Linked DNA regions of Nothobranchius furzeri: region 1 is linked to region 2. Evidence: chromatin contacts called from public Micro-C data. All regions are on one chromosome and are shown on one strand. Each heading gives the region's core, a stretch centred on a gene start, on an enhancer-like site or on the middle of the called end of the contact. The rest is flanking DNA. Distances are from core to core; before and after follow the strand shown.

Evidence for each region. Hi-C and Micro-C count contacts between places; a contact is called where the count stands out from the background.
Region 1: a contact with region 2 is called in a Micro-C map of tail fin, with 5 times the contacts expected there. The contact joins two enhancer-like sites. A contact is called at or near these places in 2 of 2 Hi-C or Micro-C datasets (skeletal muscle and tail fin).

Annotation. Positions count from the first base shown.
Region 1 is chr18:20,014,018-20,020,172 of NfurGRZ-RIMD1, forward strand. frmd6 (FERM domain containing 6) reads left to right here. Exons shown (of 14, transcript XM_015969465.3): 9 at 2,081-2,149; 10 at 4,206-4,380; 11 at 4,560-4,871; 12 at 4,991-5,122; 13 at 5,276-5,367; 14 at 5,463-5,958. The coding sequence ends at 5,753. Among protein-coding and RNA genes, the nearest start is that of gng2, 14 kb to the right of the region's middle. Within about 2 kb of position 2,969, at least 1 of the 3 cell types and tissues checked has an H3K27ac peak or open chromatin away from gene starts, as enhancers often do. A contact at or near this core is called in tail fin, where this site is marked.
Region 2 is chr18:19,954,859-19,961,125 of NfurGRZ-RIMD1, forward strand. No RefSeq gene overlaps it. Among protein-coding and RNA genes, the nearest start is that of frmd6, 25 kb to the right of the region's middle. Within about 2 kb of position 3,598, at least 1 of the 3 cell types and tissues checked has an H3K27ac peak or open chromatin away from gene starts, as enhancers often do. A contact at or near this core is called in tail fin, where this site is marked.

The DNA.
Region 1 (6,155 bases), core at 1,719-4,218, 59 kb after region 2:
TTTTATGTTCTGTCCGTTTTATAATCGCCAATACGGACCTGAAAAACAAAGGAGACCGCTAGCTAGGTGATAACTTCTCACGGGGACGCACAGTTAGTAACCTTTTTTAAAAGTAAAGCAACCGGAAGGCAGCACGTTCTTTATTCTGAAAATCTCGGGAGCTTCTCTCCATTTCCGCGTCCGATTTCCTGTCTTTCCTTCCCCAAAAATGTCGAACTTGACCCGTTTCAGAGGCGTCGCGCGTAGAAAATAGAACCGGCGCGTAAAGGCCGCGACATGCTGCTCCTGAGACGCGGCCGACTCGCGCTGCTGACGGCTCCAGTGGAAAAGGTTCTGTTGACCACAGCGGTTCCTATCGGCAGCTATGACGTGCTGCTGCAGTAACGTGCTGCTGACGGCTCCCGTGGAAAGCCGGGGTTAGGCCGTTTAAACACAGTTTTATGATATTTCAGGGTATCCGCGGGTCTTAAATTTGCTTTTCCAAATTTAAGGCTTTAAAAATCCTTAAAAATGACAAATAATCCTTAAATCCAGTTTCCAAAGGTCTTAAATGACGAAAGACCCAATAAACAAGATTCTTTTATTTCTATAAAATTTTTGTGAATTTCTAGTTAGTGTTCAGCATTTTTTGTGTATGATATTGGCGTAAGTGGAACCGTACACATTCAGTTGGTTGTGAAATGTGGCTATTTTTAGATGATCACATTAACTGGTTAAGCAGGTGGGAGCTTGCGCCATGGGGAAGTGCAAGTTTAATGGTAACTGGATGGCTAATCCCATGTTCGCGACCTGGTTAGCACCGTTTCCAGGCAATAGCTGGAAATTCCATCCATCCATTGTCTGAGCCCACTTGTCCATGTAGGGTCGCGGGGGGGCTGGTGCCTATCTCCAGCGGTCAATGGGCAATCAGGCGGGGTACACCCTGGACAGAGAGCCAGTCCATCGCAGGGCAACACAGAGACACACAGGACAAACAATCATGCACACACACACACAAACACACACACACACACACACACCTGAGGACAGTTTAGACAGACCGATCAACCTAACAGTCTTGTTTTTGGATGGTGGGAGGAAGCCGGAGTACCCGGAGAGAACCCACACATGCACAGGGAGAACATGCAAACTCCATGCAGAAAGATCCCAGGCCGAGAAGCGAACCCAGGACCGTCTTGCTGCAAGGCAACAGCTCTAACCACTGCACCACTGTGCAGCCCTAGCTGGAAATTATAGCTTAAATTTAATTTAAAAAAAATAGCTTAAATTTGGTCAAAGTGGCCTTAAAAAGCCCTTAAAAAGTATTAAATTTGGCTCCCATAAACCTGCAGATACCCTGTATTTGCATCAATAAAAGCCCCACTGACCGGGTTTGTTTATTTTTGCCCACCCACCAGTTCATTTGTACTTTTAGTCCCACAGGAAGTAATTTTAGCTCCAATCACGTTTTCCTGTCACCTCTGTCTTTTTCTTTATTTTTCCAGACCTTACTTTGAAACGACAAATGGACTCACTGATTGTGTAGACATTTATTGTTAAACAGAATAAACTAAAGATGGCTGCATCACAACACAGAGACTCACAAGATGCTAAAATAAATGTTTAGAAATGTGGCAGTTTGTTTCTAAGCAAATCCCTTTCATCAGTGAGGAACGTCCTTCTCTTAGATGTTCCTGCCTTGGTTAAAAGCACACTAACAACATTCGTTGGGATTTTTAATAAGTCATGAATCGAGTCCCAGCCACAGAGTTTTGGTAAAGTTATTCACGTGGATTCAGGAGGATTTCTAACGTGAGTTTGTTGACACACGCACTGTCCTACTTTAGCATGTGGTTAAATACAGTAGGACAGTCTTTTTCAAGCAACTGTCTGCCTTCTAGAAAACAGTCTTCTCGACCGGCAGCCGTGACTGAACCAGAGGAGCGGGTCAGTCACAGGCCACAACCCTAACCCCGGGCACGATACTGAGCCCTGGAAGTTATAAAAATGGCCGCCTGCTGCCCCTTAGGAATGGGTCAGATGCAGAGGGGAATTTTTCCAAGGGGATAAAAATTTTTAATTATTCTTATTTGAATTGCAGAACGTCGGCTCTGTGAGGCAGCTGTTGTACGACTTCCCCTGGAACAACGTAGGAAAGCTGGTGTTTGTGGTGAGTCCAACATGCAGCCCAGAGCTGCTGCTTTGCTCTGATAGTTTTTTAGGTTTTTGATCAAACCGAATCATCCTCTGGCTCATGGTGATGCGTTTAGACGCCAGACTCTCGCTCAGGATCGTGGAAATTTTTACACGTTGCTCCTTCTCTAGGCTGCTGTTTTATCTCATCCTCTGGAACTAATCAGAGATTCTGAAAGACTTTCCTTGCACACACAACCTTACACACACACACACACACACACACACACACAGTACTGTAGCTACAGACATGTAGTCATGTAATCAACAGCTGGATTTTCTCCCTCTTGCTCTGTTCGTGTAATTGTCCTGTGGGCCCGTGCTCCTTAAGGAAACCCAGTATAATCTTCTCATCTCTGCTCTTAGTCAGCTTGTCGTTGAGCTGAGCGCCGCCATTTTAATTCGGCAGGGTTTCCGTTATCGCAGCAAGCCAGAGAAGCTGTAACTCTGACAGCCTCGCCGTGTCTGCCAACCCAGAGACAGCTCAGACCTGGTGGTTATAAATGTGGACGTTTAGTTTTTATACCTAAGAGAGAGATGAAAGTCCCATCTGGTGTCTCACGTATGCGTTTTATTTTACTACAACAGTTGAAGCACAAAACAACTGTTGCTTCTGCCCCTCGGCCCACAGCTCAGACATCCTGTTTTCTTACTTTGTGTGTGTGTGTGTGTGGGGGGGGGGGGGGGGGGGGGGGGGGTTCTGCGGTTTGTCTCCATTTGCCGTCTGGAGGAGCGCAGTGAGAGTGACTGAGCTGTGGCTTCGCCCTGGACCAAAAGGATTTCTTACTGCCCTGCCCCACCCATCTCCAGAATAACAGGCCTTGTCCTTCACCCCACCCAAGAGTGTCATCATCTAGCCGCGCTGCCACCGTCAGTGGGCGGGGCTCAGGCAGAGGGACGTGTTGGTCGATAAATCCCAGATGGTGGGATGTTGGAAGAGATTTTTGTTTCTGCGGCTTTTGAATCATTTTGTGTATCAGAGTTTTAAACGGGTTGGGTTTGTGTTTCGGGGGATGAAGCTGCATCAGCACTGCTGTTGAAAGCTGAAACGATGACATTTCCCTCAAGTTTTGTTGTGTTGGTTTAAAACTTGTGGTTCTTAAGACGTTTGGTTGGTTCTGGTCATTTTAGAGGATGGGTGGTGTTTGATGTGTGTGGTCTCCTGCAGAAGTCCTGTTGATCGTTGTCCAAGGACTTTCAAAGGGACTGAACCTTTGACCTCTGGAAAGCTCTCCAGTGAGACTGGATGAGATGCTTAGTGAATAAAATCTGACATTTCCCTCTGAGAATCCTAACTGGGCTCATTAATATGCTGCTTGACTCTTAGACATGTTGTCTGTGGATCTGGTTCAGTCACATGCTCACAGCTGCCTTCTAGGATTTGCTCCACCTTCCTGATGCAGTAATGGCAGCTGTCCACGACGTCTGCAGGTTTGTTATTGGGGAGCTGCAGAGGGGCTGTCTGAGGTTAAACTCAAACGTTTAGGAAGGGAAGAGAACTTTTACTGTAATTTCCCACCCAGAGTTTTTCTGTCTGTCCAGGGATTTAACAGGAAATCTCTCTGCCTGAAGGACTGCTCTGTCCAGAGAAAACAATCCTTCGTAGGAAAGCCTCTGCTAAAGGACTCAGAGATGGTTTCATCAGCGTGTTTAGTTCAAACACAAACCTGGAGGTCTATCGATGTTTTGTTAAAAATCAGCTGGATAAATAAAGTTGAGCTCCGTCCTGTGATCAGACGTTATGTTTTTAACCTCCACCTGTTGAAGTCCTGACAACACACCACAGACAGCTGTTCCTGGGTCAGTCACCGCTGAAGGCCTTTTAGATGGGATGTGCTTACGGTGAGCAAACTGCAAAAATAATCCAAGATGTGCACCAAGAGTCAAACTACAGACATGAAAACTGGTCGTTGCTCTGTTTTTAGTGACATAAATGTTTCTTTTCTGGAGAAGAACCCTGATTTCAGATCAGCATTCCAGCTTCATCAACTTGTGGCGTAAACCAGAGTTCTGTGTTTTTGTTTTTCTCTCAGGGGAAGAAGTTTGAGATCCTTCCTGATGGTCTGCCCTCAGCCCGTAAACTCATCTACTACACCGGCTGTCCCGTACGCTCCCGCCACCTCCTGCAGCTGCTCAGCAACAGCCACCGGCTCTACATGAACTTACAACCGGTCCTCAAACAAGTCCGTCGGCTCGAGGAAAATGAAGGTGTGGTCAGCACAAGTTTGTGTTGCAACAGTTGCTTTGATTACTTTCCCTCAGAAATATGAACTGTTTCATCTTCTCTGGCTGAAATATAAACTAAATTCTCTAAACACGAGCATAAACGTGGTGCACATCTGAATTAGCTCAAAGCAGAAAATGACGATTTACTGTTTTGATTTCAGAAAAGAAGCAGTACCGGGAATCGTACATCAGCGATGCTCTGGAGCTGGACATGGAGCATCTGGACAAGCGTTCCCGGGCCAGCGGCAGCAGCGCGGGCAGCATGTCTCACCCTAACCGTCTGTCTCGCCACTCCACCACCAGCCATGGCAGCTCGCACACATCTGGCATTGAAACAGACAGCTTCAGGGCCCCGGGCCAGACCCCACACAGGCCCCTACGCACCTGCAGCTCCTCCACAACCAGCCACGGGAGCTCTCACACCTCCGGCATCGAGAGCAGCGGCAAGGATCGCATCCTGGATGATGACGATGGTAAGAGCTGATGGAGGATGGCTGGTTGAGCTTTTTACTAGTTAACCTGTAAATATGTATTGAAATGTTAACAGTTGCTTTAGATGTTTGATAAATTCTGATAACTTTTGTTCTTGCAGAGATCGAGATGCTGGTAGACGACCCTAAAGACTACGAGGAGCTTCATGAGGTGGCTCTGGAACAGGAGCTGTGCATTCACATCACAGAGGACATGCTGACCATGTCTCCAGATCAGACCAACGGGTTGTCAGGTAGCCTCAGCGGTATCTAGTCTGATTGGACGATTCTTAAACGAACAGGTTGTAACTGGTTCAGAATGTGTTTTTAATCTGCTAGGAGCATAAACATTCATGTTTTATCGGAGAAAGAACACCCAATCTGAGAGACTCATGTTTGTTTTCAAGGACTGATAGTAAAAGACGTCAGTTCGTCCACCTCCAGTTCGTCAGAGACTGTTGTGAAGATGAGAGGACAGAGCATCGAGTCCCTTCCACAGGTGCTTCACCTTTGACCTGAATCCCAACACTGATCATTTAATCTGTAATAACCCTTGAGATCCTTTCTAAGTCTAACGCTGATTTCCTCTCACAGACCTCTACCTGCAGAAAGCCTCAGGCATCCACCGATCGCCACAGCCAGTCGCTGGATGACATTCGGCTCTACCAGAAGGACTGGCAGCAGTGGGCGGAGCTCTGTCAGGACACCGCCCAAAGCTACACGTTTGGTTGCGCTCAGGAGCTGAGCGACAGCACCGGCTACCAGAATCTGGCCGAGCAGCGTACCGGCATGCTCGGAGAGCAGCACCCTTTCCTCGTCAAGAGGACAAATAAGTACTTCTCTCTGGACCTGACGAGCGAAGAGGTGCCCGAGTTTGTGGTGTGATGGACCAGGTGACCGCAGGGAGTTCACTCTTCCTCCTGGTGGAGATGTTTCAGGCCTCAAGGAACAAGACGTGAGAGAGGAGCTTTGTGTATTCTGGGCAGCAAGCAGCAGCCATAATATAACTAACAATAAGTCTGCTCGCCCTTCGTCTTCCACCTGAGACATTCTGAAAGGACAAGGAGGATTTTGTCTGAAATCTGAATTAATAATAAAGAAGAGAATCTGTTTTTAACATATAACCCGTTCTGCTCCTCATGTCAGAGGAAACAGAGGGGATCACATTATTGTTTTCATTTAAATCCAAGTTTCAGCAGCTTGACAGTGTAATAAAAGAAGTCTTGTACTTGTGAGTGAGCAGCAGACTGCTGCTCGGACAAATATCAAAGATTTTCTTGTGAGGAG
Region 2 (6,267 bases), core at 2,348-4,847:
CAGATAATAAAACTAGCTGCTGATTCATGGAGAGTTTTACGGTCATTTAGAGCTCAGGTCAGGTTGATAAACACACACACACACACACACACACACACACACACACACACACACACACACACACACACACACACACACACACACACACACACACACACACAGCTAACCCAAGGGTCCACAACAGGCCTCATCTTCATCAGCGAGCTTTGTCAAACTTAAATATGGATCCAGGAGTGTCGTCTATAGAAGCAGGATCGGCACCAAGCCCCCATAATTCGAGTCTGAAATTGAAGCCAATGCGGAAGTGACAAAAATTGCAGTTCCACCCTCATCCGCTGGGGGCTGGTGTCAGAAGCGAGCAAATCCTCATTGACTCCCATGTTAAAAATACCAATTTCACAGCAGAAATAAACATGTTTACAGCCTGGTTCCAAAACATGTTTTAGGTTTAATAGATCTAGTTTACATGCATGACAACTCTGAGGGGGGTGAATTTTTTGTCACTCTCCTGTTTAAGTGTATTAAAAGCCTAAAATTCAGAATAATTAATTAGCATCCGACCCACATGATCGCAGAGCTAGCTCCGGGGAAAGGCCTCAGCCTGAACCTCGGCCTCGCCTTAAAACTGTTCCGCAATTTTTAGTCTCTCAACTTAGACCAGTAGTTGTAGAATTTGTGCATTTTTATTTTTTGGATATTAGCCTATTTGTGCAATTGTTGGACGAAATGACTTGCTGTGGCATTAATTGCACTAAGAGAGCGTCCAATGAGTCACCACTTCATTTTTTTTCGGTAAGTAAAATTATATATATGTATTTTAAGTCACTGCCGCTTTTGCACTAGCTGAGCTTAGATTTTAAAATGTACTGTTTAACCACGAAATTTAAATATAATAGGGTAAATCCCAGTGCAGTGTTAACATAACCCTGCATTTTAGAAAATGGGTTGAAATATGACATGTTGGTGGGGCTGGGTTCCGACTATCGGTATGGTCCCCTCCCCGCAGCTCGGTGCATCTCTGATCTCAGCGACGCTTGTCTGCGGGCTGCCAGCTTGTGGAGCTCTCGGATGGAAACCAATGTTTTCCACCCGGTTCTCCCCAGCAGCAGCTCTGCGCATCTCTGATCACAGCAGCGCCTGTCTGCTGCACGGCTGCCGGCTTGTGGAGCTCTCGGGAGACCTCTGTGTTCCACCCGGTTCTCCCCAGAGGTCAGCCTGGTGCATCTCTGACTCAGAAGCTCTGGTGTTGTGCACAGTTAACTCCGGTTGTAGCTAGGTAGCTACCTCCGTTAGATTAGCTCCCACCTCCGCGTTAGCTTTGGGTTAGCTTGTAGCTACATCGGTTCAGTTCGACGGGTGTTATCATTTGATCCCAGCCTTACAGCCCCACCCTCAGCTCCACCTCTCTTCCCTTTTTTGGAATTGTCTGGGCTTGACGGAACCTGTGACACGGTCAAAATGGAGGTGGTGGCAACCTCCCATTTTGGCTTAAAAACTTATTATTGGAGCCAATGGAAAGGAATTGTCCAGTATATATGTAGATGATCGGCACTGACGTTCAGGAAAACATAAGCAAAGCTGCTTCAAAGGTTTTGCCCACAGAGATTCTGAAATGTGACACCAGCCGGGCGTCTGAGCTACAGGCAGCGGTGACAGGGATTTAACTGTAGCACATCAAACGGGCGCAGCCTCATTCTCCTGTGAACTTCACACACTCCTCTGCTTTGAATTCAGCCCACTGTTCTTCGGGGAGGAGAACAAGTCTGGTCAGAGTGTTAACAGTTCAAGGGTGTTTAAACTTCACTTTGTCTTAACTTCCTCAACAGACTTAAAACACACTCTAAAAGCTGCTACAGACCCACACCCTGCAGCCTTCTGGTCAACATGCCTGCAGACATGGAGGATCGATTCCTGTCCTGAAGAGAGAATTTCACAGGTGTCACGATTCCCACTGGGGCAAAAATCTGGACGTCTGATTTGTGACTTTCCTCCTGCAGGATGTGCAAGATTAATTTCCCTCATTCAGAGGAGCTTGCCTCTGTTCTTAAATACCACCATCAATTTCCCAGCAGCAGGCGAAGGTCAGAGGTCAAATCTAAAGCAGCTGAGGTCAGAAGGATTTGTCCCTCCAACAGAAGTCTGTCTCCTTGTGGAAGCTTCTCCACTACAGGACTCATCTACCTCAGTCTGTGGACCGCTTCTGAGTTCTGGTTTTACTTAGTTCCTGTTCTAATTATTAAATCACGTTTGATCGTTTGTCTTTTATCCACACCTTAAAGCTTTGGAGCTGAAAAAGACACAGAAAGTATCTGTCATTAGTGACTGTAACAACTGATTTTAAAGGTGAATTTTGACCCGTGGCCAGAATTTAAAGCCTGACAAGTTCTGGTTTTCATCGAGATTTATGATATTTGTTTATTTGGTTAGGTAGAATTACAATATATTATTTTTACATAACATTTACATTTTTATTCGGTGTTGGTCCTTCTCTGCGGTTGATTTTGCATCCTGTTATTCAGCTTCTGGTCCAAATCCTGATTGATGGGTGGTAATTCCCACCTGGAGTTTAGAGTTAGTGGGGTTTTGTTTGTCTGTACACCTTTTGAGGATTGACCACAAGTTCTCAAGGAATTTGAGAAGAGGAAGTCTGAGAAGTGTCGTGGATGTGAAACCAAAATTTTGTAAAAGATATTCATCACCAAACCGTTCTTGAATGGTTGAAGGAGTTCCTCTGGGCTGTAGCTTCGGTACCATTCTTTATTTATGAATGTGTTCTGAGGCTGGACTCAAGATGCTTTACTGTGAAAAGGTTTGCAACAAAAATATAAAAACCTTATAAGAACTTAAATTTAAGGGAAAACTTTGAGATTTTCAGCACAAAATCACAGAACAGTCATACTTTGAAGAACCCTTTATGGCTCACGGAAGCTATTTCTCAAATATAAGTAGCTTTAATGATTAAACATTAGTTTAATCAGTTTGAAGCAGTAAAACTTGCCAGAACATATTAAATTTTACCTGAACATATCACAGTTTCTGTTATAGCTTTATTTGTAGGATTTCTTCAAGTTTTCTGTTTTTACATCTTCATACCCACCTAAATGTCCAAAGGCATTATAAGTAGAAAGGTTTAGCTAAAGCAATCTTAGGGAATTGGTCTCATAAATAAAGTTATCTTGGCATGAAAGCTGCAGAGAACAGAGAGAGAGAGAGAGAGAGCAAGCCTGGCTTTGTCTGGTGGTGATAAAATCCTCGACTAGCACGTCTAAAACCAGAGCTTGTTTTCTTTCCTACCTATGCATCTAAAACTACAACTGTCTCTGTAGCAAATGAGTCCCTCTGGTATTATTAAGCATTAGAATGAGTGTGCAAACATGTATAATCCTCTCCTTGTTTGAGGTATTTCTCCTCCTACAGCCGTGTATGTTTTTAAATCTGAGATCCTCACCAGAGACTGGACCTTTCTTCCTCTGTGGGTCAATGTTTGGGGTGCACACGGCGGATTGCATTGCAGGGATTTCACGCTCTACATGGAGACACATTCCTCCGTGTCAGCCCTCTAAATGCAGGACAGGCCATAACCTGTTCACAGATTTCCTCACATCACGCTCCCTCGCTCAAGCACCAGACACTCACCTGCATTTTTCCCTTTCAACTGGTCACACCAGAATAGCTTTGTGTCACAGAAATGTCCATAAATCAATGCTTTAAGCTGTAACTGCTCACTTTATCATGACTGGTCTTCAAACACACCTTTAGCTTGTCTCGTTTTTGTCTTTTTACTTAAAGATCTTCACAAGTGCAGAAAGCACTTTGCTGGGCAAATCCCAACAACTCAGAGCTTATGAAGCAGATAACCACAAAAATAAAAGCTCCTCCTTGAGCTTGTGAGTGTCAGAAGCACATGCATGGACAATGCAGAGTTAACTTTCAGATAAATCTTTAAAACATGAGACCTAAGAGAAGCTCAATGATAAGTAAGTAAGTAAGTAAGTAAAAGTTTATTTATATAGCACCTTTCACAGATATAAATCACAAAGCGCTGTACAACATGATAAAGATCAGGGCAAATACCTCTAATCAATAAAAACATCAGAAAAACAATAGCAGTGATAAAATAGAAAATAAAATCATGAGTATAAACAAAGTGAAGGTGTGAACCCGAACAAAGCCATCTTTGTGAACATTCAGGGAGGGAACGCCTGGATGAAAAGGTGAGTTTTTAGATGATTTTTAAAGACCTCTACAGTGTTAGAGAGACGGAGATTTGAAGGTAGACTGTTCCAAAGTCTGGGTGCAATAGTCTGAAAGGCCCTGTCCCCTTTGGTTTTCAGTCTGGTTCGAGGAACAGCCAGGAGGTTTTAAATGCATTACTCAAAGTTTTTTGTCTTTTGTTTTGAAAAACTAAATAGATCTGAATGCAAACGAGATCTAGAAGATTTTAATGCACCAAACTACCAATAAATAATCAATATTACTCTGCTGCGAATATTTTCAGCGATCAGATCCATCTGTTTATGTTTAGCTTCCCTAAATTTCCACATTGAATCCCAAATGGGAAACTCCTTAAAAGACGGCACAGCCAGCTATTTTGGGGAAAGGAATCTGGTTCTCTGCGGGCAGTCCAGAAACTATCAAAGCCTCAGCATGAACTATGATGCATCTGACATTTGGGTGCCAAATTACTCTTGTTATTTCTGTTGTTCTGTGGCTCGCCCAGTGCTGTGGAACGATAACGGATGGTGAAGCCAGCCGGTTTGGGCTTTATCAGAGCGCCATGGGATTTGTTCAAGACTAATTATTTGGAATCCCATTTTGGCTCATTAGCATAAATCTGTTGCTGTTTGTAGTGAACAAACAAACGAATAAGGGTTAATAGTTAGATCCTCCCACTAGAAAAACCCTGAAGTCACTAGTTTCTGAAGTTTAGAGAAGAACATGGTGGGAACAAGTGGAAACCAAGGAGGAAACCATTATTTTTCTTTCTTTTCTGCACTTTCTTTATGGCTTTTGGACTCAACAACAGCACACCACCAAAGCTTATTTCCCACAGTAACTTTCATGCTTTTTTATTCCTTTGATGTCAAACAGATTTATTTTTCTCGTGTCAATCAGATGTTTCCTAATGAAAACTCTGTAAAAGTTCAGGTAAGACTTAGATGTGGATGTTTGCAGTTTTGAGACAGATGTTCATGTTTGTTTCTAAAGAAGGATGGAAGAATTTACTAATTCTCAATTAGCTGAATGCATTTTTTCACATAGTTTGATTGTAATTAGTTTTATTGCGGCTGATTTTTACATACACTTCCTGTTTGACACAGTAAAGTGATCGAAGCATGCTCTAAAGAGACTGCGTCAACAAAAGATAAGCTGAAGAGTCATAAAAGTCCTTAGCAATCCTAGCGGTCGGAGGGACCGGTGGCGCCAGTGCTCGGCAGCCTCGCCTCTGTCAGTGCGCTCCAGGGCAGCTGTGGCTACATCGTAGCTCATCCCCACCAGGGTGCGAATGGGTGAATGACTGATTGTGTTGTAAAGAGCCTTGGGGGGTTCCAGGACTCTAGAAGGTGCTGTATCAAATACAGGCCATTTACCATTTAAAGAGGCTGGCTTAGCATCTATGAGCAGTGAATATGCAGAATGAAATCAATAAATTAATACTTTAACTCAGATGCACCTATATGGGCTCTCCTCCAATCCTCACTTAACAAGTGGTGGAGGGGTTTTGTCACAATATATCTTTAGATAGTGAGAAAAAAAACTTAAAAATGGAAAAATTAAGCAGTGTTGAAGTTCTTTACCAAAATTAAAAAAAGGCTGTTCATGCTGAAACCCTGCAATCACCTAGTTTGGGTTTCTGTTACTGCAGAGCTTTAGTGCCTTTCCTAATTTTTCCAAAAGTAAGTTCTCAAAAAACTCTTGCTTACTTAAAAATGCAAAGTCAAAGGTAAATCTAACTACGCAGCTGTTTAATACTAGCACTTCTAAAACCAGAGTGTGTGTGTGTGTGTGTGTGTGTGTGTGTGTGTGTGTGTGTGTGTGTGTGTGTGTGTGTGTGTGTGTGCCTGCTCTATCTTCTCGATCCCCAGTGAGTCGTGGAGGATGGCTGCTTATACTGAGCCAGGATTCTCTGGAGGTTTCTTCCTGTTAAAAGGGAGTTTTCCTCTCCACTGTCGCTGCATGCTTGCTTAGTATGAGGATTGCTGTATAGTCACTGACACTAGTCAGTGACTTGATGCAATTTGCTGGGTTCCTTATATAGGAAACATT